2 separate regions of the Danio rerio genome follow, and region 1 is linked to region 2. Evidence: chromatin contacts called from public HiChIP or PLAC-seq data. All regions are on one chromosome and are shown on one strand. The core of a region is the stretch at or near the end of the contact, and the rest is flanking DNA. Distances in the headings are between cores, read along the strand shown. Region 1 overlaps fcho2 (FCH and mu domain containing endocytic adaptor 2). Region 2 holds the start of foxd1 (forkhead box D1).

Evidence for each region. HiChIP or PLAC-seq counts read pairs in DNA pulled down with a chosen protein or histone mark.
Region 1: an H3K4me3 HiChIP or PLAC-seq map of embryo shows a contact between it and region 2, with 2.5 times the contacts expected there. The contact joins the enhancer-like site here to the promoter of foxd1 in region 2. A contact is called at or near these places in 5 of 18 Hi-C or Micro-C datasets (caudal fin, embryo, fibroblasts and 2 more) and 3 of 4 datasets of contacts at active chromatin or transcription factors (caudal fin, embryo and gastrula embryo).

The regions. Positions count from the first base shown.
Region 1 is chr5:35,778,303-35,781,002 of GRCz12tu, reverse strand. All of the region lies in intron 14 of fcho2 (FCH and mu domain containing endocytic adaptor 2), which reads left to right. Among named protein-coding and RNA genes, the nearest start is that of fcho2, 46 kb to the left of the region's middle. Within about 2 kb of position 1,357, at least 6 of the 62 cell types and tissues checked have an H3K27ac peak or open chromatin away from gene starts, as enhancers often do.
Region 2 is chr5:35,621,160-35,623,859 of GRCz12tu, reverse strand. It overlaps foxd1 (forkhead box D1), which reads right to left and starts at 1,431. Exons shown (of 1, transcript NM_212913.2): 1 at 1-1,431. The coding sequence starts at 1,191. The coding sequence ends at 160. btf3 (basic transcription factor 3) reads left to right here and starts at 1,564. Exons shown (of 6, transcript NM_001076558.2): 1 at 1,564-1,718. All of the region lies in intron 2 of LOC141385843 (a long non-coding RNA gene), which reads right to left.

The sequences.
Region 1 (2,700 bases), core at 108-2,607, 160 kb before region 2:
TTTGTAAATACTGTATTTTATTTTGACACATTTGTGGAAGCATTATTTTGTAGTTTATTTTGATACACCTTAAATTAAGGTATTTAGTATTTTATTTTAAAATACATTTCATTTATCTTTTTTTTGCCCAAAGTGGTAAACATAACTCAATACTAAGACAATAAAACAATACTTAAATGATACTTGTTTTTGTATTTTCAATTGATTGATATCAATCAATCAACTTTATTTATATAGCACCTTATTGCAACAAGGAGGCTGTCAGGAGTGCTTTACAGTATTAAAAACCAAATTAAACATTAAAAAACCTCACATGGTAAGAACACAAGTTTCAATAAAACAGCATTTTGCACTACCGAATATCAAAAGCAAGTCTAAATAACTATGCTTTAAGATTAGCTTTAAACAGGGCTAAATTTGTGATCATGCAAAGTTTTAAAGGGGGGTATTCCACAGTTTTGGATTTGCCACTGCAATATACCTGATCTAGGGACCTCCAGCAACAACTGGCCTGCTGATTGTAGGTTCCGGTTTATGAACCTTTAAAATCTCACATAAATATGAAGGTGCAAGACCATTAACTGCATTAAAACAAACAACCGTAGTTTAAAATCAATATTGAATTTAACAAGGAGTCAGCGAAGAGAGTAAGGGACAGGTGTGATGTTTGTCAGCATGCGAGCAGCAGCAAATATTTTAAAATGGTAGTTGCTAATTTGTTTCCAGGGAGCTGCTAAAGTAATGTAAAAGTTTCTTGCTGGTTGATGCTTCTGGTTATTTCTAAGGTATTGCTAGTTGATGGGCTACGGTGAGTGGTAGATTGGTGATTGCTAGGGTGTTCTAGGAGGTTGCTAGCATGTTGGTGGAGGTTACTTAATATATAGTACATTGTGTGTGTGTGTGTGTGTGTGTGTGTGTGTGTGTGTGTGTGTGTACTATTGTGTGGTCAAGCAGTTCCTGTGAGCACTATGTGTGTATGTTTGTGTGTGTGTTAGGCCTGTGAACCATCTGTGTCCTGTGTGTGTATATGTCTGTACTGTTGGTAAACAAACCCATGCAAGTTCCTGTCTGAAATCTTACCACAGGAAGCACTGAGGGACTCTGTTTCTAATGAGTGAGATCATGTAGGTAAACATGCACCCAATCATGAGCAAACGAAACCAAGAGCTATGTGTTTAACAAAACAACATTTCGTTTTAAAAATGCATCCAGTGTAAATAAAAATAATTAAAACATTCCTGGTTCTTATGAATGGATTGCAGCTTTCTTCTTTTTCTTGTGAAAGAATTGAATCCTCTCATTCAGCAAGGATACATTTAATTGATCACAAGTGACCGTAAAGGCTTTTATACTTACAAAAGATTTCTGTTTAAAATTAATGCTGTTATTTAAACTTAAAGAAGAAAGAAAAGGTTTAAAGCAGGGGTGCCCAAACTATTTTTGTATGAAGAGCCAAAATCCAAATATCATTGACAGCCGTGGGCCGAAAATAAATATACCAAACTAGATTACATTAAAGTTGTCATGCGTTATTTTCTAATTCATTTCATAATATTTATAAATAAATAGAAAGCATTACTTTGAACCATATTAACTGCAGTATAACTTTAATTATAATGTATTGCAATAAAAACAATCACATTTATAACAGTGTAGTTAAGTGCTGTATACACTAGTCAAGCAGAATCTGCCTTTACCTTAATTCACTCAATAGTCTCTGCGTTGTCCTCTATCCATCGGGTGACAGTATGCACATTTTAAACTCAATATCACTAATTTAAAACGTTTGAATTGCAACATTTAATTTCAGTTAATAAAACAAACCAATACAAGTTCACATTTGAAATTTGAAATGACAGTCTCTAAACCAGGGGTGCACAAACTTTTCCTTATGAAGGGCCAAATTCCAACATGATTGAGGCTAGTGGGTCGGATGTAAATATAATTGCCATGGGTAATTTACAAATTTATTAAATGAAATTTAAAGATAACTAGAAAACAGTTACACTATTTTTGCCTTGATTTTCTCACTGATGGCTAGGGCCAGACAGAATCTGCAGATATTTTTTGCTATTCCTGCGGAGCATTTTGTAAAAAAAAAATAAAAAATCTGCGGATTTATGAGGAATGATTTTGGGAGTATCATAACAAAAAACGTAACCTATGAAATAAAAAAATAAAAAGCTTTTTATCTGTTATTTGATGTTTACAATGCAAATCCAATCACAGGGAGGGCCGTTTATATGCATACACCTTAATAAAATGGGAATGGTTGGAGATCTTAAAGTCCTGTTTGTGGCATGTTAGTATATGTGAGGGGGCTTGTAAATAACTCATGAAAGAATAAAGTTACGTTAAAACCAAGCACACCATTGTTTTTCTTGTGAATTTCCCAATAAGTTTTACTAAAATGTATCCATATAAATGGACCACCCTGTAGAACCACTTATTTGGTAAACAAAGCAAATCTCTCATATAATATATGAAGAGTTTCGATGCAAACACCTTTAAATTCCATCTGAAATTTTTCTCCAAAAGAAGTAATTTTATCAGTAGCCTATGTTCAGTAATATCACTTTTATGGCAAGGACTAAGTCCTTTTCCTGCTCTTGAAAGTGAAATATCTTAACATAAACAAAGGAGGCAGAGAAAAACATTCATTTTTGATGAAAATTTCAGATGGGACTTTTTGCTTTTCCC
Region 2 (2,700 bases), core at 182-2,681:
ATGTTAACATAAATATATTTTCTTATATTTCACAGCTTGAATATAGGCACGAACGTGGCAATGTTCACCATTCAGCTGCGTGAAAAAAACAATACAAAAATAATCCTACCTTAAACACAGGAGTGTATCGCTTTAAAACGTGACGTTTAGATTAAAAAATTAGCAGCCGCTAGTGCCACTGACAATCCGATTTGAGTAGGTTTCGTGTAAAGACGTCGGTCCGTGCAGGACTCCCAGCAGTGGGTTTGGGGAGTGCTGAGCCGCGAGGGCCGGCGGCAGCACCGGGACCACCGGGGAAGTCCGTGAGGCACAATGCGAGTGCGTAGGGCTTAAAGAGCTCCCGATAATGCTGTCTATGGAGAAGGGCGAACGGTGAACCGGAGACTTGGCTGCAGTCTGTAGGGAGGACGAAATCCCGGGACTTAGAGGGGGGTAGAAGCGGGAACGGGTGAGCTCCGTTGTGGTTGGCATGAGGGAAGGCGCTGGGATGAGAGTTCCGGTGTTTCGGGACGGGGGCGGCTGCTGCTGCTGTTGCTGCTGAAAGGCGAGGAGCGCGGAATGTGCGTGATAAGACTGAAGCTGCAGACCGTATCCACAACCGTAGGGTCCATAGCCATACGCAGCAGCAGAGGGAAGAAAACCTCCGTGCTCGCGGAGAAGTTCAGGCGCCTGCTGGCGCTTAAAGCGTTTCCGGCGGCGTAGAAAGCTCCCGTTATCAAACATGTCGGCGGACTCAGGGTCTAGCGTCCAGTAGTTGCCTTTGCCGGGATTCCCGGGCTCTCGTGGTATCTTGACAAAACAGTCATTTAAGGACAGGTTGTGCCGGATAGAGTTCTGCCAAGCTGGGAACTTTTCCCGATAGTACGGAAATCTGTTACTGATGAAGTCACAAATCTCGCTCAGCGTCAGGCGCTTCTTGGGACTCTGGAGGATTGCCATGGTGATGAGTGCGATGTAGGAGTATGGGGGCTTCACCAGGGTGTTTTTACTTGCTGGCTTGTAGGGGTCCCGTGCGGGGGAGGCATCCACACCAGGCGGCGAACCGTTGAGCAGGATCTCGTCGTGCATCTGAGCCACCTCGTCCACGTAGGAGCGCGTGTGGCCGTCACCATCATCTCCCTCCCCAACCACGTCAATGTCGGTCTCCTCCGAGAGCACAGACGCATCCGACATCTCGGAGCTCAGAGTCATGGCTCTCTCGGGTTTCCCGATGGGCTACGGTGGAAAAGCGCCGGGTTTGCTGAGCCTGCGTGTTACCTGCGCTCTCGGTTCGGGAGAACTCATAGGACGCGCCGAACAGATGCGGGAGAGGCGGAGAGGACGTGCCAGTGTGTCACCAGTGCCATAGGCTTTTAATGGATTACTGTCGGCACGGAATCAAAAGGTTGCCCAGATCCCCACATCCACACGCTTATTCTATCTGGGGAGACCCTCCTAAAGGCCAGACCAGGATTCCAAAGAGGGCGGACCTTTCCTTGCGCTTTATACCAGCTCGCTGATCACATGACAACAAATCGTCACCACTGTTATTGAATAGATAAAAAATAACAGTCTTTAAAAATTATTCTAAAGAACCGCGAGGTTCACCTCTATCTTTAGCGGTCACTACCGCTTATTCCACAGGGTTGGTGGGATTTTTCATTTGCTGCGTAAAATGCCACTGTCATTCATCAGACTCGAAGATGTGAGAAGCTCAGCGATCTAAGCACGCCGTTATGGTAGGACACTCCCAGCTATTGTTATTTATCATTACAAGATGAAATCCATTATAAATGCTTTTGCTCTATGTGTTCGGGTGCTGAATGTCACGTTAATTCTGGATATGATAGGCTACTGTAGATGATTTCACAAATGCTTTAAAACGTGCACTCGGTTCCACGTCTGCCTCATACACCGAATCGCAGTTTGCGTGACACGGGAGTGCACTAGATCATCCGCGAGCCATTGGTAATGGAAAAAAGTCAGCTGTTAACTCACATCAGTCACGCGGATCACGAAAGTGCATTCTAGCTCGCGAAAAAGCAGGGCACATGCGCATGTGCCCAATTTCAGTAGGCCAGCATTGTCAGATTCATAATATATATTAGCAATTGTCGGGCAAGAGTAGCCTATTTCCATTCTTCTTGGTTTTTTCCTTTTTTAAAACGTAAAAATGGGTTACTTGTTAAAACACTGGCATAGGGCATATTAGATGCTTCTGAATAATGTTTACTATTATAAAAAAAAATAAATAAATAGGCTGGGTGTGTCGTTGATTGAACTGACACACTTTCATAACGATTGGCTATACGTCTAACTTGCAAATAGGCCTTAATTAACAAGAGGTCAATACATAATTAAAGAGCAATTCATTGAAAAGAATAATGCTGCCTAATTAAAATTAAAGCCTAGCCCTACATTCTCATAATAAGCATTAATTACATTTAGCACGCGTAAGATCGAAAATCTCTTTGTTGTTGTTTTTGTACACAAAGTTGCAGTGTTTATTTAGATTCCTCTGTTGCCTTTGGGTTGAGTTTCAGTATTTTTCTTTTATTTTCTACATTAGCTTTTGCACAAAAGCCTACATCGAATGCTAACATAATCTCTATAACAGAGGATTAAATATATAAGATATATCAAGTGGGATATTAACAAATAGATTAACAAAGCACTTACAAACACTGCAGTATTAAAAAGGCGAAGGCCTACTGTTTTGAA